2 separate regions of the Hordeum vulgare genome follow, and region 1 is linked to region 2. A link is a contact called in public Hi-C data. All regions are on one chromosome and are shown on one strand. Each heading gives the region's core, a stretch centred on a gene start, on an enhancer-like site or on the middle of the called end of the contact. The rest is flanking DNA. Distances are from core to core; before and after follow the strand shown. Region 1 holds the start of LOC123446550 (calcium-binding protein CP1). Region 2 holds the start of LOC123448808 (protein SUPPRESSOR OF QUENCHING 1, chloroplastic).

Evidence for each region. A called contact is a pair of places that touch in the nucleus more often than the background predicts.
Region 1: a contact with region 2 is called in a Hi-C map of seedling, with 4 times the contacts expected there. The contact joins the promoter of LOC123446550 here to the promoter of LOC123448808 in region 2. A contact is called at or near these places in 3 of 6 Hi-C or Micro-C datasets (leaf and seedling) and 1 of 1 datasets of contacts at active chromatin or transcription factors (embryo).

The regions. Positions count from the first base shown.
Region 1 is chr4H:423,723,703-423,727,434 of MorexV3_pseudomolecules_assembly, reverse strand. LOC123446550 (calcium-binding protein CP1) reads left to right here and starts at 1,387. Exons shown (of 1, transcript XM_045123122.1): 1 at 1,387-2,385. The coding sequence starts at 1,683. The coding sequence ends at 2,186.
Region 2 is chr4H:423,416,697-423,420,400 of MorexV3_pseudomolecules_assembly, reverse strand. It overlaps LOC123448808 (protein SUPPRESSOR OF QUENCHING 1, chloroplastic), which reads left to right and starts at 1,929. Exons shown (of 28, transcript XM_045125827.1): 1 at 1,929-2,440; 2 at 3,311-3,411; 3 at 3,498-3,554; 4 at 3,630-3,704. The coding sequence starts at 2,062.

The DNA.
Region 1 (3,732 bases), core at 138-2,637, 310 kb before region 2:
TTATGGAAGAGTGGTGGAATCAGTGATAGGCTAGGCGTGTCATGTGGACGCGACCGGACGTGACTGTGCCGCTTCATAGTCGTCCAATTTGGACTGGATATAAGCGTACCGGTTAGCCCGGACGTTTCACGTGGATATAAAAGGTTCAATTAAGTTACTCACTCCGTTCTAAAATAAACGTTTTAAGCTTAGTATAATTTTATACTAAAACTAATACAAAATTAAGACAATTATTTTAGAAGAGATGAAGTACATTTTTATGATCAATCAGTGATGGAATGATCCGTTCATACGTTTGAAACATGAATGAGGGATGTGACCGTAGATGATCTCACGGCCGGTCGTGACAGCATCGACGTACTCAGGCGGAAGCTAAGTATGGCTCTATCACACGCGTCCTCTGGTGACAGAGCAAAGGGCTAATGCACGGCCACTAAAGTGAGTAATTCCTGCTGCCACGTAGCGCGGTTCTCCTCCAGTCACATGCACGCTCGACCGACTTGATGGCAGCAGTCGATCGTTTTGTCGTGGATCGTGTGGATTCACGGGCGGGAAGCAGCGAGCACGTGTCCGGGATTCTCTTCCGTCAGCAGATTGGCTCTTGACGGATTCCCCCATTGTTGAAAGCTGTTTTTACCGTCGGCGTGGAGGCACGAGTATAGGGTTCCGCCTCCACACAAATTGGAATCGGAAGCTTTTGTCAGCATTCGCGGCCCATAAGCCACTGCCCGCTGATAGGAAGAAGGTTTCGGGAGCACTCGTATTCGATTTTGCATAGCCAAGTGCAGTTTAGATCACAGAATGTGTGTGAACGAAAGGCAACCAGTAATAGTATAGCCACAGGAAGCCAGTGAGAAACAAGTCGACGCCGATGTGTTGGCAACCGCACTTGTCACCCTATACGTCGGCATCCTCATTTGACTGGTGGTTACAACTTACCAGTCGTACTTGAGTGATTTTAGGAAACCGGCGTGCTTTTTTAAGACCGGAGACGCTATTCAAAGAAGACATGCGCGTGGTGTTAGCTGCACAGCCTTCCTTCCTTCCTTCCTTGAACGTAAGGTGGGTCGAACTGTCACGCGCGTGGTGTTGCACACCCAAGCAGCCTTCCTTCCGAAAGACACTACTACAAACTCAACCACAAGTGGGGCTGACGCCACCAAGGATCTCACACCGAAAGCAACGGCCAGAGCTCCTCCAGGCGACCGACTGGTGATGTCAGCCTACACGTCTTCCCGTTTGGGCCGGTCCAACCTAGCGCCGTAAACCTGTGGCCCCAGAAAGCACGCTCGGCTCCTTGCCCTCCAAGCTTTCTCTAACCTCAAATCGCGAATCAGACCGATTAAATATCCTAATCACCCGCGTTGACATAGCAATCCCGGAAAAACCCGGTGCACCACCTCCACGAAACACCCGTGTCCCGGTGCGAATCTGCCAGATCGAAACGTGAGATACAGATATACGGCAGTCCGTAGACGAGGTCCAGGAATAACCTCCTGGCGAGCTGGAGAATTCTATTCCGCCGCCTATAAATACGGCCCCCCTCTCCTCGCCAAACCAACCAAATAGCCTCTCATCCCTCTCCGCCTCGAGAAAAAACAAACAGAGTATCGCATTCCGATCTCGCTGTGCGGCTGTCGCGAGCTTCCCCATTCCCTTCCCGCAGTGCCGCCGAAGCAAGCATGTGTCCCGGCGGCAGGTACGCGGGCCTTGACCTCCCCGCCGGCGCCGGAGCGGGGGACCTGCGGCCGGCATTCGACGTGCTTGACGCGGACCACGACGGCCGCATCAGCCGCGACGACCTCAAGTCCTTCTACGCCAACGCCGGCGCAACCGACGAGCGCTTCGACGACGACGACATCGAGGCCATGATCGCCGCCGCCGATGCCGACCTCGACGGCTTCGTGCAGTACGACGAGTTCGAGGGCCTCCTCGGCCGCGCCGCCAAGGCGGGGACGGACGGCGGGTGCCGCTCCGCGATGGAGGACGCCTTCCGGCTAATGGACCGCGACGGGGACGGCAAGGTCGGCTTCGAGGACCTCAAGGCCTACCTCGGGTGGGCCGGGATGCCGGTCGCCGACGACGAGATCCGCGCCATGATAAGTATGGCTGGTGACGGCGACGGCGGCGTGGGGCTCGAGGCGCTCGCCAGAATACTCGCCGTGGACTTTGGTGCCATCGTCTGAAGAAACTAAAATTATCGGAATGTAAAGTGCTATACTAGACTTGAATTTGTTGGGACCTTTTCCCCCCAAATTTGGTTGGTGGGGAGAGCGAGCTGGCTGGCGTGACCGCGTGAGAGTGATTGTTGAGTGGTTCTCGTTAACCGTGAGTTTTGAATGTATTCTAGCTGTTACCCATAAAAAATCGAAAATCTTTGAGAAACTTGTCTAGACTCTTTTTCTTTTGAACCCACATAATTTCATTGATTAACAGCATCGTACAAGTGCAACCTTGTATTGTACTCCCTCTCTAAACTAATACTTCCTCCGACTTAAAATAAGTATCTCAATGTTGTACTAGCTCTAGTATAAAATTGTATTAAGTTTAAGACAACTGTTTTGAGAGGTAGGAAGTATAACAATGTTTAGATCGTTAATTTAATAATCTAAACGCTTTTATATTAGGCCCTGTTTGTTTCATAAGTCCTAGGACTTTTTTAAGTCCCAACTTATAAGTCATAAGTCCCTATATGTTGTTTACACAGACTTATAAGTCCCGAGTCCCTACCTGTTTGTTTACCGGGACTTATAAGTCCAGGTTGCACACAGGATAAGCACCGCCGCAACGAGACAGAAACGGGGCGACGAACGAACGGGGCGGCGACGGGGCGACAGAACGAACGGGACGGGGCGGCGAACCGAACCGACGGAGCGAGAGGCGGGGCGGCGACGGGGCAAGAGGCGGGACGGCGTGCTTGGACCGAGCCTGGAGCGACGCGGGGTAGGTCCGGCCCGGGATAAGTCCCAATAAGCTCCTCCCTGAGAGTCTTATTTGATAAGTCCCAAATCACCATAATAAGTCCCAATAAGTCCCTTGTGTTTGGTTTAGGTGGGACTTATAGGGACTTTTTTAAGTCCCTAAACCAATAAGGCCCTGTTTGTTTCATAAGTCCTATGACTTTTTGAAGTCCCAACTTATAAGTCATAAGTCCCTACCTGTTTGTTTACAGGGACTTATAAGTCCCGAGTCCCTATCTGTTTGTTTACAAGGACTTATAAGTCCATGTTGCACCTAATAATACACTTGTTCACATAACCTGCAGTCAACATGGATCGTCATCAGCCAAAGCGTACGGCACACAGGATAAGCACCGCTGCAACGAGGCAGAAACGGGGCGACGGAACGAACGGGACGGGGCGGCGACGCGGCGACGAACCGAGCCAGAAACGGGGCGACGGAACGAACGGGACGGGGCGACGAACCGAGGCAGAAACGGGGCGACGAAACTAATGGGACGAGGCGGCGACGGGGCGGCGGCGGCGATTGGACCGAGAGGCGGGGCGGCGGCGGGGCGGCGGCGGCGATTGGACTGAGAGGCGGCGTGCTTGGACCGAGCCTGGAGCGACGTGGGGTAGGCCCGGTCCGGGATAAGTCCCAATAAGCACCTCCCTGAGAGTCTTATTTGATAAGTCCCAAATCATCACAATAAGTCTCAATAAGTCCCTTGTGTTTGGTTTATGTGGGACTTATAGGGACTTTTTTAAGTCCCTAAACCAATAAGTCCCTGAA
Region 2 (3,704 bases), core at 680-3,179:
GGCAGTGGACTTTCCGAGCGCGTTGGCAAAGGGCATGCTCCTCCTTGGCATTGACGCCTTCTTAACCGGCCACCACCACACGTTCCGCGGCTATGAGCTCTGTATCGACCACCCGACACCTATGGAAGTGCGGAAAGAGGTTGGCACCGATCTCATGGAAGTCGGCCCAAGGGCTCCGCCTGCCGCTGCGGAAGAGCCGACCGCGGTCACGTGCTTACTTCGAGCACCATGGCTCGACGACACGCTGACTAGAGCCGCCAGCCTCCGCGTCATGCCGTGCGAGCTTGCGTGGCAGCGACCCGCCACGTTCGCCGCGCCCATGAGCATCATCGACCATCGAGGAGAAAGAAAACAACGATATATGTCGCCGCAATTGAAGGGGGCTAGCAACGCAACGTGCAAATTGCACCGGAGGGGATAGGGTTTGCTAACCCTAAAACCCGACCGGCCCTGTAAATATAGCGCCGGAGGGATGAATACGCGGACCACATGTAATTTTGTTATGGGTCAAGCTTTGTTTGGCGGATCTTTTCGGGCCAAAAAAAGCAGGAACTTGCAAAACGGTCGGAATTTTACACGCTCTTTTGCGGGATCTCGTAGAGATGCCGTGATACCTCTGAAATACAGCGACCAAAGTGATCCTAACGTTTACGTTCGAGACGAAAAAAAATGTTCGAACACCGTTGTCTGTGGTTGTAAACTTGTAAATTCTTGGGCACCGTTCTACCGGCGCACCGGCGCGAGCGCCCCCGTCGGTCGACGCGTGACCCTGCGATGCAACAGCTGCTAGCCATCAGATTGGTTTGTCTCTTCGTCAATCTCTTGCATCGTCTTTCTCTGGAAAATTGCAGCGTCATGAGTGCCATTGACCCCGGCCGTAATCTCCCGTGAGGGGACTGAGCTTGAAGCAGCACAACACACCCCGTACTCGCCGGAGCCGCCGTTCGCCGGAGCTTCTCGTCGGCGCGCTCGCCAGCATCCTTGTCGGAGCCACTCGCCGGAGCTGCTCGTCGGCGCGCTCGTCAGAGCCGCTCGCCGGAGCTCGTCGCCGTCGACGCCGCCGGTTTGAAGCTTTTTTCACTTTCGTTGAAATTTTTTCCGTGTCGCTTGAAGCTTTTTCCATAACGGTTGAAGCTTTTTCCATGTCGTTTGAAGCTTTTTGCTGGTTGTAGCAAAAATGACAGGCTTTCCTCGTTGGTCTGTGGTTGAAGCTTTTGTGTCAACTATTGCAGCTTCTTATGTTTCGATGTCGCCGGTTGAAGCTTTTTACATCGTCGGTTGCAGCAAATCAAATGAAGAATGTAGCAAATTTGTATAATGGTTGTAGCATTTTTTCATCATGGTTGCAGCTCGCCATGCCAACGCTTGTAGCAAAATTTCCGTCAACGCTTGAAGCCTTTTTTCATGCCGGTTGAAGCTTCTTTCATGCCGTTTGAAGCTTTTTGCACATTGCTTGTAGCTTTTTTTAATAGATGCATACGCACAGATCCGTCCATGACAGGAGGCAGCCATGGCATCTTCCGTGGCTCGGCCCGAGCACCGACGATGGTGGTTTTGCAGCAACGCTAACGAAGGGTACGAGGGCGTGCGGCGGCGCGTGCGGGTGGGGGGGGGGAAGGGGACAACGACGGCCTACTTAAAGGGGACGCCAGCGAAGGTACGAGGGCGTGCGGCGGCGCCTGTGCAGGGGAAGGGGCGACGGCGGCTTGCGCACAGGGGACGCACGTGACGGCGGCGTTTGTACGGGGGAGGGGGCAACGACGACGTGCACAGACAGGACGCGCGTGATCCGCGTAGATCAACCGAACGCGATGGGTCCTGCCGAAATGGTTCAACCAGCACCGTGTATAAACGTTTCCTAAATTCTTCCGCCTCATTTTCCTTCTTGCATTTTGTGTGGATCATGCCAAGATAAGGTCGCAGCACCCAAGCAGAGACCGCAGCAAAGGACGAGCCACGTTTAGAATCAGATATCCACCCGCTCTTGCACCGTGGCCGCCCCGCCACATAAACCGCCGCAGGCTCCCCCTACTCCCGAGCTCGCGGTCCCCAACGGCTACAATGGCGCGGCAAATCGTGCCTTCTAGAAGCTTCCACCGCCTGCTCACCTCTCGGCACTACCCGCTGGCCTCCCCGGCACCACCGCTCCGCCCTCTGCTTCTACCGAAAGCCCTATCCCTGGCCACCGCCGCCGCCGCCCCGCAACTCCCACGCCGGGGGCGACGTCCCGTCGTCGCCGCCTCCGCCTCCGCCCCAGCGCCCTCCTCGTCGGAGGCCGAGGCGGTGCCGGGGGCATGGGGGAAGGTCTCGGCTGTGCTATTCGACATGGACGGCGTGCTCTGCAACAGCGAGGAGCCGTCGCGCCGCGCCGCCGTGGACGTCTTCGCCGAGATGGGCGTCGACGTCAACGTGGATGACTTCATCCCCTTCACGGGCACAGGTGACTTATCTGTCTGTGCTACTTGTACTGTCAGATCGGAAATGCAGTTCGCGATCTCTGACGACCATCCCATCCTATATGCTGGTATCCTATTAAGTTGCGTGTAATCTGAACTACAGATACTGTATGCACAATATGACCTACATATATTGCTTTTAAAACTACGAGCTACTCCCTCCGTACCTAAATATAAGTCTTTTAAGATATTTCAATAGGTGTCTACACGCTGAGCAAAATAAGTGAATCGATACTCTAAAATATGTCTATATACATCCGTATGTAATCCATTAGTGAAACCTCTAGAAAGACTTATATTTAGGAACGGAGGAAGTACTTTATTGTTTTTAAACGTGTATCTGTACGACTGTACTTCGGTTGTAACTGGCTTGATAGTACATTGTACACCACTTCCGCAGCAGAATAATTGAACAGTATGCTCGAACCAAGTTCCGTGCTTCTTAAGTTTTCTAATTTGTGTTATTCGGCAGTCTGTAAGGATCATTATGATTCCTTGGTATTTTCATTGGCCACTAATTGGTTATATGCTTATTTGACAGTAACCATGATCCCTCGCAAATTAGTTTTCTAGTTTTAAAACAATAACATTCTGTCACAGCCCATAGAGCCATTTACTGAACTGAAAAAATACTGTCACATCAGAGTACTCTTGAGAGTATGTTAGCTCTAGCTATAAGCATAAATGTTCTACCAATCCCTGCATTGGTGGACATGATACCAATTATCAAACATTTAATTGTGTACATTTTCTTCTCTCGTTACTTTTTTTGCATGATCTGAGTTGCACAATAAAGGAATTATTATCAGCTTCATTTTTTTCTGCTTGCTTCCAATGTGGATAAAATGATATAGGTGAGGCCAATTTCCTTGGAGGTGTTGCCAGGGTGAAAGGAGTGAAAGATTTCAGTACTGAAAGCGCCAAGAAGCGCTTTTTTGAGATATACCTTGAGAAGGTTTAAATTTGTTGTGCAATCTGTTTCTTCTATTCTCCATTTCAGTTTGATTGCACCATGCTAAAATATTATGTTCTGTTCTGCAGTATGCTAAACCAAATTCTGGAATTGGGTTCCCTGGGGCTCTGGAACTCATCATGGAGGTATTTGCAGTTTCTGAATTTATATTTGTGTTAGCCTCATGGTGTTAGGAAGTGATTATTGCTTTGTCAGTATAGTGCAAAAACGCAGGTCTGAAGGTCGCTGTTGCATCTAGCGCTGATAGGGTTAAGGTTGACGCGAATCTGGCAGCT